Linked DNA regions of Zea mays: region 2 is linked to region 1. Evidence: chromatin contacts called from public Hi-C data. All regions are on one chromosome and are shown on one strand. The core of a region is the stretch at or near the end of the contact, and the rest is flanking DNA. Distances in the headings are between cores, read along the strand shown.

Region 1 (4,845 bases), core at 785-3,284:
GCCTCGTCCTGTTGACGAGCTGACAACGGATCTTCTCGCGCGGGTTGGGAAGCGCGGCGGTCGCGAGAACACTGCCTGCCTCGCTGTGGGACAGCTCATAGTCGTCGCCGCCGTGGACGGCGCTGACAGGGTCGACGATCAGTTGCTAGAGCGGAGGGCGCTGTAGCCGCGTGCGGTGCAGGACGCGGTTGGTGCTGTATTCGTTGAATTTGGGTGCGCCCACGATGCAGACCACGAGGAGGTTGGGGACGGAGTATGCGCCACGGTTGATGCCCATTCTCGAACACCTGGTGGACGTGGTCGTGAGAACCTCCTCCTCCTCTGCGTCGGTGTTGGGGACGAGCGGAGGTAACGGATCCAAGTGCTTGATCCTCGCCTTGATGATGAGGTCGAAGTGCCTGTCGACGGCGATGAGCGTCTGGACCAGCCCTGAGGTCGTGTGTTCGACCTCGTCCACGATGCTCCAGATGTGCTGGCTGATGCCGCCGATGAGCCCATCGTGGATCTTCTTATCCGGGTTCCGACGGAACAACGTCGCGCCCTCGGGGAGGCACGGGTAGCGCGGTGATCCACTGGTGTCGACGTTCGAGTCGAGCGTCGCGTCGGGGTTGAGCGGCGCATGGACGTGGACAGCGCCTGAATCGTCGTCAGCCGCGTTGGCGCTCGCGGCGTCCTCGTCCAACCCGTCGAGCTCCTGGAGGAGGTCGTCGTCAGGGTTGGCGATAGTACCGACAGACGATTGTGGCGTGGTGTAGCGGTCGTCGTCGTAGAGTGGCGGGATGAAGTGGTCGAATACCGAGCCGGCGAGGAGCGTGGTCAATGAAGGCATCTCGTCGGACCCCAGGTACGCAAGCACCGTGGCGGTCTGCTGCAGGCCAAAGTCGTTTCCTGAATCCAAGGACGCCACCTTCGCAGCGTCGTCGTGGACGAGAGGCGGAAGGATTGCCTCGTCGCGGTACTGTGTGTTGAAGATGGAAGGAGGAGGCGCGGATCCATCGAAGGGGGAAGTGTGCTCGCGTGCGTACTGCTCGCCGCAGCGACCCACCAGTGCATCGGTCAAGCGTGCCTCCATGCGCGCCAGTGCGTCTAGAATATCCTGCATCGTGGTCTCCATCAAGATCGATTCTTAGTCTGATACCAAATGTTAGCAACACCTGGAAAGGGGGATAGGAGAGGAAGAGCTCAGAGGAGAATGAGACTTGGAGAAGGGAATATCTGGGAGAAAGACGAGTTTGTCTGATGTTTGATAGCTAAATTGTTCATGCCCTATTACACAAGTGTTTGTCTTTTATATAGTACTGCTAGAATATCAAGCGACCCATAGATAGCCGACCCACTACTTGGCCCATATTGTCTCAGTAACCTTAGCGTTTGGACGATGGACTCTCGTGTCCCGTGACTTGTTCTCGCTGTATGCTCATTGCTCCTGTCTGAGATGCTGACACACCCCGAAATCCTAAAAATTACCGTTAACCGAGAATTTCTATATAGTGTTGTCTGTATCGTCGAATTCGGGGACTCTGGCCACACCAAGTCACCAACACTACCTTTGCCTCCGTTGCGGGGCAATGCCTCTTTACTGTTCCGAGTTCCGACGCCGTGGACAACGCCAACTAAACCGTCTTGCGTCTCCGCCACTCCACCAGTCCACCGCTTCGGTAGCTGGTGCCTGGTGGCCCGTGGCTGCCCCCGCCCCGGCCAACATTACTCGCCAGCCGCGCATAGAGATGCCACACGCACGTACGTACAGCAGCAGTAGCATTTCCCTACGCCTACGCGCCGTGCGAGGAGCGGGTACAACACAACATGAACGTGGTACCACTGGTACAGCAGCAGTAGCGTTTCCGGCCACAAAGGATCCCAACCTGTTCGTGCCGTCGTCCATTGAATTCCGGAGCCGGACGCGCACGCCGGCCAACGCGGCCGTGGCTACCCGTCCGTACCTTGCCACTGACACACCGGGCCCGCGCTGAGCCCAGCGGCGTGGCGATTCGACCCGGCAATCTTGCGGTCCCACACCTTACCCGTCCCTTGGATTCGTGAATACCCGTGACGCTGGCCTCTGGGCCCCTGGCGGCCCGTCCAGCTCTGCTCCAGTGCGGAGACAGGCGAGAAGAGAAGAGACAGACGCAAATCGCCCCGCCTTTTGGTGCAGGGATCGCGGCGCTTTACAGCCACCGCCGCGTGGTCCCCACGCGTTGGCGGGCGTGAGCTGGGCAGCTGGCGTCGTCTTCCTCGCCCCGGCTTCTCGTGCCCTCGCCGCTGTGCGAGACCGGGTTCAAACCGGCGCAACCGAGAGGGGGTAGTCCCGTCATTATCACGCCGGGGAGGCTGCAGCCCTAGCTAAAATCTGCTTCCCCACCCACGGCGGGCGGGACCCACGCATGTGCCACCGGCCCTCTCCCCTTGCCCATGTGCCCTGTACTACCTCTCTCTCTCTCTCTCTCTCCACTTAAAATCTCACCTCCAAAACTAGTCCAGTCTCTCTCTCTTCTCCTCTCTTCTCTAACTCTGCCTCTCTGACGCAATGCCGTTCCCCACCGCCTTCACCGCGCGGCGGCGGCGGCACGAGGGCGCCGCGGGTCGTTGGTGCGGGCTCGTGGTCCTGGTTCTGATGGCGCTCGAGGCTGGCGCGGCGGCGGAGACGTCGCCGTCGGACGTGGCGGCGATGCGGGCTGTGGCGAAGGCGCTTGGCGCGGACAAGACGCTGGGATGGGACGTCGCCGGCGACCCCTGCTCGCCGAAGCGGTGGGACGGGGTGTCATGCGACTCGTCGGGCCGCGTCACCGCGATCCAGGTCGGTGCGCGCGGCCTCACGGGGACCCTGCCTCCGGAGGTGGGCGACCTCACCGAGCTCACCCGCCTCGAGGTTTTCGACAACAAGCTCTCCGGCCCGCTGCCCTTGCTCCCGGGGCTCTCCTCGCTTCAGGTTTTACTTGCCCATAACAATAGCTTCGCCTCCATCCCCGCCGACTTCTTCAAAGGCCTCACCGGGCTCACCGCCGTCGCCATCGACTACAACCCGTTCGCGTCGTGGACGCTCCCCGCCTCCCTCGCCGCCTGCGCCTCCCTCGCCAACTTCTCGGCCATCAGTGCCAACGTCTCTGGCACGCTCCCGGACTTCTTGGGTGCGATGCCGGCGCTCCAGCGGCTGTCGCTTTCCTTTAACCAGCTGTCAGGACCCGTACCGGCGTCGCTGGCCGGCGCGCCGCTGGTGCAGCTCTGGCTCAACGGCGCGCACCTCAATGGGTCGATTAGCTTTGTCAGCAACATGACGTCTCTGGAGCAACTGTGGCTGCATTCTAACGAATTCACTGGGCCCTTGCCGGACTTCGCGGGGTTTGATGATCTATGGGATTTGCAACTTCGCGACAACATGCTCACAGGGCCGGTGCCTGAGAGTCTTTTCAAGCTGAAGGCTCTGAAGAACGTGACCCTGACGAATAATTTGCTGCAGGGTCCGATGCCTCAGATTCCCAATGGACTTCATGCTGATATCGAAGCAGATACAGAGCGGTTCTGTGTGCAGGAAGCCGGGAAGCCGTGCAATCCCCTTGTGAGCCTGCTGCTTGAGGTTGCGGCTGGGTTCATGTACCCAAAGGCACTTGCTGAGGATTGGAGGGGGAATGATCCATGTATGTTTCCGGGTGTTACTTGCATCCAAGGTAACATTACTGGGCTGACTTTTGCCAACAAGGGTCTCAGTGGTAGTATCTCACCGGCCATTGGGAAGATTAGCTCACTTAAGGTGCTAGATCTTGCTAACAATAACATCACTGGTACTGTGCCTGAGGAGGTTGCCGTGTTGCCTTTGCTGACAAAAATTGATTTGTCAAACAACAATCTCTATGGGAAACTTCCTACCTTTGCTTCCAAGAATGTGGCGGTGAATACTGCTGGTAACCCTAACATAGGCAAGGATGCTCCTGCACCAACTGCAGGACCAGGTAGTAGCAACAACAGTCCATCGGGAGGAAGCAGTAGCGGAAGCAGTGGTAACAATGGGAATGGGGGCTCCTCTTCATCTTCTGTTGGAGTCATTGCTGGCTCAGTGGCTGGTACAGTTGCTGGACTAGGCCTTGTTGCTGCATTAGGATTCTATTGTTACAAGAGAAAACAGAAGCCTTTCGGAAGGGTGCAGAGTCCACATGCCATGGTTATCCATCCGAGGCACTCAGGTTCAGATGACATGGTTAAAATCACAGTTGCAGGGGGAAATGCTAATGGTGGTGCTCGCGCAAGTGAGACATATAGCCAAGCGAGCAGTGGTCCACGGGACATCCATGTTGTTGAAAGTGGAAATATGGTCATTTCAATCCAAGTTCTCCGCAATGTGACCAACAACTTCAGCGAGGACAACATCCTTGGTCGAGGAGGGTTTGGCACTGTTTACAAGGGTGAACTTCATGATGGCACGAAAATTGCTGTAAAGCGGATGGAGGCTGGTGTGATGGGTAACAAGGGGCTAAATGAGTTTAAATCAGAGATTGCTGTTTTGACCAAGGTTCGTCACCGGAACCTTGTTTCGCTGCTGGGCTACTGCCTTGATGGCAATGAGAGGATTCTTGTGTATGAGTACATGCCACAGGGGACACTGAGCCAACACCTGTTTGAGTGGTCAGAGAACAATTTGCGACCATTGGAATGGAAAAAGCGGCTTAGTATTGCACTTGATGTTGCAAGGGGCGTTGAGTACCTTCACAGCCTTGCCCAGCAGACCTTTATCCACAGAGACTTGAAGCCATCAAACATACTTCTTGGTGATGACATGAAGGCCAAGGTGGCAGACTTTGGATTGGTCAGGCTTGCACCAGATGATGGGAAGTGCGTCTCCATAGAGACAAG
Region 2 (4,845 bases), core at 712-3,211, 190 kb before region 1:
GAGCCTGTGACCACTTCCCCCTGCCGCGATATTCGCTGCTGCAGTTTCGGGGCCCTTTAACGCCGCCGAGGGGGCGGCACTGGCACTGGCACTGGCGCGCCTCCTGTGAGACGGTGACCACGGACCCGTCGTACGCAGAACCCTGGCATGCGAGGATTCAAGAACGCAGTAGGTACTATAACTGTAATGGCCAAACCGCGGCTGCGGCATCTACTAGTGTCGCTGAGGCAGCTACGAGCGAGTCGTCCTCGTCCATCCACCCGGCCCGGCCCCTGGAGATCGAGGATTCGAGGCATCGCCAGGACCACAACTGCCAAGCCTGCGTCCGGCGTCCCTCTAGTGTGTGTTTCCTTCCGTCGACGCATCGACACCGCCGTGTGCTGTAAAGACTTCTGGCCCGGGGTGTCGTTGGACGTTGGTTAGGCTGTCCCAGCAAGGGACGCTAAAGCGTTCGATATGTTATATTTAGCGTTTCTCGCCGTCCGCTACCGCCCCCAGCAAGAACCGGCAAATGGTTCGCTAAAATATAGCGGCAGCTCGACGACCGGTAAATGTGGAGTGTTGTTGTTCATCCGCTATCCGTCCGCACAGAGCTGTTGCCTGGTTCTTATCGTCTTCGCCAACAGCGTGCCACAACACAACTCTGCTACGCCACCAGCTCTGCTGCTGCGCCAACCCGTTGAGCACCACGCCATGGCCGTCAGGGCGGAGGTTCCACGACGTGGCGCCGTGCGTGGTCTCGTCCGCGACATTCGTGTCCAGAGCGTGCCGATTCGGTCCAGCACATGGAAGGAGCATCATGGGCATGGAGTCCATGGTGGCCTCCGGCGGCGCGGTGCTGTTGTAGGCAGCCCTATCCGCCGGGTATGATCTGGGCAACCTGTATGCTCCAAAGCCACAGCCATACAGGTGGGTGGAGGACATGCACTAGGTGCTCGATGATATGCTGAACCGGCCACCCAGAAATCAGTTGTCGCTGTTAAGCCAAAACAAACGATGCTTATTGTGTTTTTTGCCATTTTTATTAATTGCAATCGTTGAAGCACCGCTCAGAACATGGAAGGGATGGAATTGTATGCTCGGTCTCTCTTGTAATTGTACATGTAAATTGCATGTCGTACGTGCCAATTCATGGTACGTAGTAGATGCTTTCGTATCGAGGTTATGCCTTTTATTTCTTTGGTACTTATTTCTTAGTAAATGAATATATTCTGTTAATTAAGTTGGTCTAATGAGAAGGATGGGCCGATGAGATATAGAGGACGAAATTTAGAGGACGCTGCTGGAGATGAATAAGATATAGAGAACGGAATCTTTTAGAGTGTGCTGTAAAAGACAGAGAATATTCCTTTAGAGGATGAAATTTAGGGGACGTTGCTGGAGATAGCCTTACTAGTACGTAGTAGGAGTAGGTGCTGTAGGTTCTAGAAGGTCCCACAGTAGGTCCTACCACTCGATCTTTTATTTCTTAGCCGCCAGATCAAAAATCGACGGCTCGTGCAAACTACTTTCTCCATACCTTCCCTTCCCTTCCCTTCCCACTCTTCTTCGTCTGAGCCTCCGATCCCCGGCGGCCGGCGCCACCGCCTCCTGCCAGCTTCTCGCAAAACCGCCCCTGCGCTATCCCGGCTCCACCAGCCTCTTCTCTTACCTCGACGCCCTTAACGGGCCCATATGGGCCGTATTTTTACCAAGGCGGGCCTCGAGCGAAGCGCTTGCAGAACAGGACGGGTGGATGGGCTCGACCAGTGAACTCTTTTTCTTCTTCTTTCTCCGATTTCTCACAAACAGAAGCCGTGAGCGTTTTTGGGTGCATACACGATCAAGCTATACGCTGTACACACGTGTTCAAGTTCTGGACGTAGCTCTGTTCGACGTGGCAGCGGCTCAGCAAGGATGGCACGACACGTAACCACAGCTCGTTGCTTTTATAAAGCAAAGGGGCCGACGGACGCCTGCTACTGCTAGCAACGGAACGGAGCGCAACGCAATCATGTCAGGCGCGCAAGGAGCTCAGCCGAAGGGCGCCTTCACGGCGACCACCTACACGTCGGCTGCGGCCACCGGTGGCGGCGCGGCCCAGGGGCAGGGGCAGGGGCAAGAGGACCAGGAGAGAAGGCAGACTCCGCGGACGGAGCTCCGGTCGGCCGAGGACGAGCGCGGGCTGCCTGTCAGGAAGCTGGAGGACGCGGTCGAGGATGCCGCGGGCAAGGGCGGGCCGGTGTTCGGCGCCGGCACGGAGGACGGGAAGCCGGATCTCGGGGTCACCGGCACCGGCTGATGCTAGCCGGATGTGCTTCTTAATGTGCTGCTTAGTTAACGAGCGAGTCAGAAAGTGAAAGTACAAGGATGTGTCCAGCACACAGTACGTACGATCAGTTATCGAGTTATACATCTTAGTTGAGATCTTTATACATGAGACCACTTCTGTAAATTTGTGTATAGCCACAAAGAGATGTGTGAATTCTCCTTGTACAGGTTTGAATGGCCCTACTATATCGAGACACTTGATTGAGAGTGGCCTTGTAATGGGAATTATGAGATGTAGGAACATGATCTTCATATGTATGCACAAAATCCTTTGCATCGCAATTCAAAACCGGTACTCCTAAGCCATGAAACCAATGCTAAGAGAGAGTAAGAATAGGATAAGAATGTGATAGTTGGGTCATAAACGGTCGGGTGCAAGGTCTTAGGCTGTCTCCAACAAGGAACTGTAAACGAGTCTGTACGCTATATGTAGCAGAACTCACCGTCCTGGAAGCCTCCAACAACGTCCGCTAAAACAAACGCTAAAATAGAGGTAGGCTTCCAGAACCGCTAAACCTGGAAGGCTACTGTGCGTCCGCTATCCGTGTTCGTGGACCCTGTGCTGTCGCACGTGTGGCAGATCACTGGAGAGGAGGACGACCGCGCGACCACCGGAGGACGGGCGCGCAGCCACCGGGGATGCAGGCACGACAGCTCATCGGAAGGAGGAGAAGAGCACGCGCGGCTGCCGGCTGAACGGACGATCGCGCGACCACCGACGAGGAGGACAGGCGCGCAACCACCAGGGACGCTGAAAGGGAAATAGATCAAACCTTTTCCATATGAATTTTGGTGGTTGAATTGCCCAACACAAATTATTGGACTAACTAGTTTGCTCTAGATTATGAGTTCTACAGGTGCCAAAGGTTCACAACTAAGGAGCAAATTGGACCGAAGGCTGCCCTGGTCTGGCGCACCGGACTGTCCGGTGCACCAGGGAGATCGATGCTGAACTTGCCAGCTTCGAGAAATTGGGAGGCCGCTCCGCTATAATTCACCGGACTGTCCGGTGTAGCACCTGTTGAGCACTAGATTGAGCGACCGGACGGTCCGGCCCTGAGGCCGGACGGTCCGCGGTCCGGACGGTCCGCGCCTGTGGGCCGGACGGTCCGCGCGTGCGCAGAACAGATTAGGGTTCCGAGTTTTGTGCTACGGTTGTTAGCTATATTCGCGGGATTAGCTCGGAATCAGTTGTGTAAAGGGTCCAGCCCCCCTCCTCTATAAATAGAGAGGTCTACGGCCGATTTGTGATCATCAACAATCGAATCAATACAACTTCTATTTCGCATTTTATCCTAGGAGTAGTTCTAGTCTAGTTTAGCTTTAGCCTTCCAATCCCCAATTCTTCGTCTCTCTTCGACTCTACGTCGATTAGAGGAGTCTAGGTCGGCCGGCCCGAGCCTAGACACCACCTAGGATCTCTCCTCCCCGACGGGGTCCCTCCCGGGAGCGAGATCCAGGCGCCGTCGGCGGTCTTCCGCCGCCCCTGCGCACGCGCGGACCGTCCGGCCCTAGGGCGCGGACCGTCCGGCCGTCAGGCAGGGAACTCGGGCTCCTGCACCAGGTCGCGGACCGTCCGGCCCTGTGCCGCGGACCGTCCGCGCCTGACCAGAAAGCACCGCCGCCTCGCATCAGGCTGCGGACCGTCCGGCCCCCGCGCGCGGACCGTCCGCCCCTGTGCAGAAAGCACCGCCGCTGGTTCTCTTGAGTAATTGGCGCCTCCAAAAAGGCGTCAACATACTTTTTGGCGACTCCGCTGGGGACGACATATCTAAGCTTATCAAATCGGCCCTCAATGGCCGGTTCAAGGGATAGCTCTGATATTTCTCCAAGCAACATCATAGAGCCGACTTGGGAAACCTTGCCGGCTGACGAGCAGCTCCAGTTTGAGGAGCACAAGGAGCGGATGATCCAGGAGGCGAAAGCAAAGTTCGTGGCCAACTTCAAAGTGGACAGGAACAACAAGGTCGTCCGACATCGGGCGATGGATCCGGCTTCGCTCCAACCCACGCCAGATATCCCCAATGTAAGTAATACTAACGATCTGCAATCTCTTAGAAATTATGTAGAAGATCAGCGTGAACAAATGCAGAACATCATAGGGGGTATGCAAAGCGATCTTAAGAGACTAGTACGTGCATTTGATAAATCTAGTACCGCAAATTTTCCTTCGCACGAGGTTGAGTTAGGAGACAACGCGTATAACACATCGGCTACAGGTTGTCACGACCAGTCACAACCCCTTTATGGGATGCCGATGGACACATACCCTAAGCAACCACAAATCGGCAGCAAACGAGCCGATCTGCACATGCCCGGACCGTCCGCACGTGAGCGCGGACCGTCCGGGCCAGCAACAGTCGGGCCTATTTTTAATGAGTTACCTAGGTATGCGCCCGAGCCACCACACACGGCGCAGAACCCAAACTACCCAGACGGACGGCCCGCATATAACCACGGACGGTCCGGGTACGTATCCGGACAGTCCGCGCATGAGTCTTTTGAGGAGGATTATTACATGAATCCTCGCCCGTC

What was found. A called contact is a pair of places that touch in the nucleus more often than the background predicts.
Region 2: a Hi-C map of leaf mesophyll shows a contact between it and region 1, with 2.6 times the contacts expected there. The contact joins the promoter of LOC100281648 here to the promoter of LOC103643907 in region 1. A contact is called at or near these places in 3 of 25 Hi-C or Micro-C datasets (bundle sheath, endosperm and leaf mesophyll).

What each region holds. Positions count from the first base shown.
Region 1 is chr1:275,240,102-275,244,946 of Zm-B73-REFERENCE-NAM-5.0, reverse strand. It overlaps LOC103643907 (receptor protein kinase TMK1), which reads left to right and starts at 2,034. Exons shown (of 2, transcript XM_008667078.4): 1 at 2,034-4,845. The coding sequence starts at 2,528. It also overlaps the pseudogene LOC100383842.
Region 2 is chr1:275,432,086-275,436,930 of Zm-B73-REFERENCE-NAM-5.0, reverse strand. LOC100281648 (seed maturation protein PM41) reads left to right here and starts at 1,961. Exons shown (of 1, transcript NM_001154567.3): 1 at 1,961-2,573. The coding sequence starts at 1,994. The coding sequence ends at 2,281. It also overlaps the pseudogene LOC111064654.